Regions from separate parts of the Gossypium hirsutum genome. Here region 2 is linked to region 1. Evidence: chromatin contacts called from public Hi-C data. All regions are on one chromosome and are shown on one strand. The core of a region is the stretch at or near the end of the contact, and the rest is flanking DNA. Distances in the headings are between cores, read along the strand shown. Region 1 has its middle 19 kb from the start of LOC107907641. Region 2 holds the start of LOC107908460.

Region 1 (2,753 bases), core at 29-2,528:
CGTGTATTCGTTTCTAGGTTGTTTGGATATTATATATGGTTAATTATATGATATATTGTTAGTGGTTTTTTAAGATTTTATTATATTTTACAATATATTTGTTAACTTTTAAACTGTTTTTTGAGTCTAAAAAACTGTATTAAATAATTTTCATATATATAAATATATATTATTTATAAAGCCCTCAAGTATACATTAATATATTAATAATGTTGTTGATTGAGATGGTGTTATAAATTAACTCGACACCAACTTAAGATTGATGACAACACTATGATAAATAATTGTATTCATTTAATAATCTTAAGTTAATATGTATACACGTGTTTAAATTTAGTTTTACTTGCAATTCAATCTAATTTTTTATTTTAATATTGTGTATATTTCATGTGTTACTATTAATTAGTTTCAAATCATACATTTCATTATTTATTGTATTATTTTTAAACACAAATATGTGTTATAAATATGTGATTTTCATACATATGCACGTGATAGAGTTTTGGCATGCTATTCTATATGTCTGTTGACACGAGTGTTAGGGTATACTTTCCTAGGTGTACTGGTCTCAAAGAAACAGAGGAAGAATTAGCCAATTTGAATATCATAGATGAGGAGGAAGTGGCTTTTCGAGAAGAGACACTGGTGGTGGAAGATGATTACAAACTATGTGTGGTGGGACGATGTCTGATTTATAGTGTTGCCTATTTCCCTTCGTTACAGAATACTATGGTTTATTTATGACACCCAATTAGAAGGACATTCATTTCAGATCTTGGTGAGAAAAGTATTTATTCCAATTTTTTTATGAAGTGGGCATGAACAGGGTGTTAAAGGGTACCCCATGGATTTTTAATAATCAGTTACTACTGATGCATAAGATCCAACCAGGGGAGAATCCGATGTTAGTACTACTACTATTGTTGTGTTTTATGTGTGGAAAACTTGGCCGTCAAAAATTGTGTTTGGCTAGGACATCTCATTGAATACGGCGGCGAAGAGGAGAAACGCAGTGGTTAGCCGGTGGCTGCATGAATCTAGTGGATTGATTTGCAAAAATTCGGATATGGAATGTGGGGGAAAATAGACGTAATATTTGAGATGGAGGGGGCCTGCAGAGTCATCGGTGGGATAACATGGACAAAATATATCCTAATCCCAATCTCATTCCATTAGGGCCTAGAATTATGTCGTCAAATAGGATCCAAATAATAAATAGTTTATGGATCATGGGTTGGAAAACAAATGCATGAATGTTGTTGGGCCTATGGACCTGACTATGGACAGGGATGAGGATCCCCTTATGACAATGGAAGGGATGAAAAGGCAACACTTAGTGGGGGAACCGTCTATTATTTTGAATGAAGTAGGAATGGACCATAATGAGAAATCAACTAGCTCTTTCATGCAGAGCAATCGAATTCAATGAAAACCCTAAGTTAAAACGTCTGTGGGTTGGGGAAGCCACGGGCTGTTAATCGTCTCCGGGATAAAACTGAGAGATGTTTCCCCTCGACTTTTGTTTCTCAGAGAAACAAAAATTAGTGCTAAACGAATGGAAAGTGTTCGAAGGAAGTGTGGTTTTGGCAATGGCATCGATGTGGGGGCTATAGGGTCCAAGGGAGGTCTATTATTAGGATGGAAAGACAACTATTTAGTTACTTTAAAGAGTTTCTCACAACACCATATTGATGTCACTATTCAAGATGATGATGAGGGATCTTTGTGGAGGTTCATGAGCTTTTATGGGAATCCAGAAGAAAGATATAGGAGCTTGTCATGGGACTTACTCAGACAATTCAGTCACGATCAGACGATTCATTGGTTGGTTGTAAGGGATTTCAATGAGATAACTTTTTCATTTAAGATGAGAGGTGGATGTTTCCTATCAAAAAGGCAGATGCATGATTTTCGTTCGGTGTTGGAAGATTGCAATTTAAGTGACTTGGGATTTATTGGTAGATGGTTCACATGGGAAAGAGGTAGGTTTGCATCTAATAATATCATGGAGAGACTTGATAGGGGTGTCGCAAATTCAGCATAGTGGAATCTATTTCTCGATTATACAGTTGCGTATTTGTATCACTCCAAATCTGATCATTGTCCTATTTTATTTGACACGAGGGGAGGTGCTCGGCGAAGGTTAAGGATGGGTAGTTATAAGTTTCGTTTTGACACTAACTGGTGTTTAGAGGAATCTTGTAAAGATGAAATCCGGTGAGGGTGGGCACTTTCATCAGAACAGGTGCTTATTAAGTTAGAAAAAACTAGGAGGACATTTACAGAGGTGGAGCCATCACGTTAACATGGATAGAGTGGTGGGATAAGGAATTTGGAATAATGACTATTGGAACTTTATGATCAGGACCCAGGGGATGATGTTTTAGCAAAAATTGCTGAGATCCAATTAGGTGTCAGTTTGGAAGCAAACAAGGAGGAATTGTTTTGGGAACAAAGGGCCCATGTCAACTGGTTAAAAAATGGTGATCGCAATATTAGTTTTTTCCATAAGGCTGTAGTAAGTCGAAAGCAGAGGAATAAAATTAGGGGTTTGGAGAATGGTGAAGGCAGTTAGGTTACTAAGAAAGCAGAGATGTTGCGTATTGCATTAGATTATTTTATGGACATGTTCACTGCATCGGATGCGGGGGATGACATGAGAATTTTGGGCCTAGTACAACGAAAGATTACGAATAGCATGAATGATGATCTTTTGCAGTCGTTTACTGAGGAAAAGATTCGGGCTACAGTCA
Region 2 (2,700 bases), core at 69-2,568, 83 kb before region 1:
TATTTATTGCACCATGACAAATTTAACCATTAACACTAAATTTTTTGTCAATTTAGTTGTTTTTTGAGCTAAATTTAATTGTCAACCTTAAAAAAAACTTAATCACTAATCTTAAAAAAAAAGTTGAATTGTAGTTTACTTAACAAAAATATTAATTAAAACATTAATTTTTTTAACATATTAACTTACATATCAATCCATTTGTACGTCACATTATTTTATTTTATTTTTTGAATTTTTTTATATTTTTTATAACTTTTAAATTATCTGTTCATGCAAAAAATATGATATATAAAATACAAGTAAATTGGTATATGAGTTGCAGGTGAATATTATTACAAATTCATATTTTAATCAAAATTTTTTATTAAAAGGTAGATTAAATTGAACTAAAAATAGATTGAATTTGTCAAAATGCGTAATAATAGCTCAATTTAAAAAAAATATCTGTCATGAATCCTTATACTTTAGTCCTCGAGTAGAAGTTGGGGTGCCCATCTCAATATCGACCGACAATGGATGGAGCAATTTGGACATTCGGGACAATCAAAAATACGAATCATTTCCTTGTCGATATTTGAATTTTCTGAAGAACCAAATATTTTCAAGGGCCAAATAAACAAGGGACAAGTGTCAATATTTTCAAGAGGGGTGAATTCTAAAATGAAATGACCCAAAATTTATCCCACACTCCCCACAGTTTCCCTGTTTTTCCTACTTTTTACTCCTACCATTTCTTCCTGCTTCCTATTATCATCCTTACAGAAGGCCCATTCACCAGCCATAACTACAGGAAAAGTTCAGACTGCAACAAAGTATAATAATTAGCAGCGTCATCTTCAAATTCCCACAACCTATCACATAAAGCAAGCCCATTTCCACCATTGTTACAACCTTGTTCAAACTCAAAAACTCCAACATCAAAACCATGTTCCCTATTAGGAATCCCAAGCTCATCATCAGAAGCTTCAAGCAAATGGCGTATGACTTTCTCTTTATCATCCTGAATATCCTCGTCTTCTAAGCTGCCGGTGATGGTGTTGGTATTGGTAGCTTCTGCTGTGGTGTTAGGCCTGGGGTTTTTTTGGCCAGCATCTAAGGCGGCTGATGTTGGGTAAGGAAGGGGGTCATCTAAAACAGAGTCAGAAGAAAGTTCCTGTTGCAAAGTTGTGAGGAGAGAAGACAGGTCTTGGTTTGGCTCATCCTCTTCAGCTTCAAGCAAAGAGAGTATGTGATCATATGACTTATGGCACTTTGTTTCTTCATCTGAACTCTGGGTTTCTTCTCTTGCGCGCTTTAAAGGCATCTGCTCAGCCATTGCAGCAGGACAGGGAAAAGAAAAGTTGCTTTGAAGAGAGAGAGAAAGAGAGAGAGAGAAGGTTGAGGGAGGGAGGGAAGCAGGAAAGAGCTATATAGAGGGCAAAGGAAAGTGGAGCCCGGTCAATATGAGTTAAAAGGGCAAGCAACAAATATTTATTTCAAAATGAATGTTCTAATGCCACTATTATATTTTATCAATATAAATAAATATTTTATAAAAAAACACTTTTGAAAAAAAATCATTTTCAATTTTTGAAAGAAAATGCTTTAGATTAATTTTTATTTGAGAGAAACAATTTTCTCTTTCAAAAATAATTTATTTAAAAATATTTTTTACGAACGATACTAAACAGACTCTAAATTATTCATAAATGTACCTTAAAACTGGTCACGCAGAAAATATCTCCAACGGTAGGATTATAATTTTGTGGTTCCCGAGGGATAATCAAAGGGTTGAAAAAGAAGGTAGACATTAGCCTGAAAGGGAGATATCAAAGCTCAAAGATAAAACAAAAGCTAATTAGAAAATAAGATATCGGTGTCTGTACGCTCTGTTTTACTCTGTACAACGAGAGAGCATGGTTTGCACAAGTAGAGCGGATCTCTTTTAAAAGCTTTTTTTTTTCTTTTTCTTTCTAAATGATCCCGTTTGTTTTCTCCTTATTTATTATTTTACTTTCATTTTTATATATCACCCCTGGAAAACCTTTTTTATAATGTTATATATTTTTATGATTTTTGTATAAGGTAGTAGATATTTTATTAGTGGATATATTATTTTCTATTGATAATAAAATATATGAATATTGATTTATTTTAGTGTATCATTTTAAATATATCGTTATTTTTGTACAACAATATTTAAGTTTAGGGATTAAGTATTTAAGTGTTTAGGGATTAAGTACCGTTTTGAATATATCATTATTTTTGTAAAATATTTTATGTATGTATATAAAAGTAATTAAAAGAGATTAAATAAATCTCAAACATAAAATACACATAAAGAATAAAATTTTGATTAAAGTGATAAAAAGTAATTAAAAATGTTGGTGGCATGGGTTCAAACTTCATTGATGTAAATTTAATATGCTAAAAAAAATAAAAAAAAATACTCATCAATTATGTAAAATATTATAAGCTTCGCAAATATAACTCCTCACTAAACAAACTTAAAATAAACAAGAAAAAATCATCCATAAATTAAATAATAAGGTTATCCCATTCTATGCATATAACAATTCATAATGAAATTAATAAATAATAAATAAGTTAAAGTTAAAATATATTTTAAAATTATTTTTTGATACAAATAAATAATAAATAATAAATTTAAAATTAGTACATATTTTAAAATTAATTTTTTGGTATTGGCCGATACAT

What was found. Hi-C and Micro-C count contacts between places; a contact is called where the count stands out from the background.
Region 2: a contact with region 1 is called in a Hi-C map of leaf, with 3 times the contacts expected there. The contact joins the promoter of LOC107908460 here to the enhancer-like site in region 1. A contact is called at or near these places in 2 of 34 Hi-C or Micro-C datasets (both in leaf).

The regions. Positions count from the first base shown.
Region 1 is chrD02:43,884,881-43,887,633 of Gossypium_hirsutum_v2.1, reverse strand. No RefSeq gene overlaps it. Among protein-coding and RNA genes, the nearest start is that of LOC107907641, 19 kb to the right of the region's middle. Within about 2 kb of position 1,278, at least 9 of the 9 cell types and tissues checked have an H3K27ac peak or open chromatin away from gene starts, as enhancers often do. A contact at or near this core is called in leaf, where this site is marked.
Region 2 is chrD02:43,968,427-43,971,126 of Gossypium_hirsutum_v2.1, reverse strand. LOC107908460 reads right to left here and starts at 1,318. Exons shown (of 1, transcript XM_016835633.2): 1 at 788-1,318. The coding sequence starts at 1,318. The coding sequence ends at 788.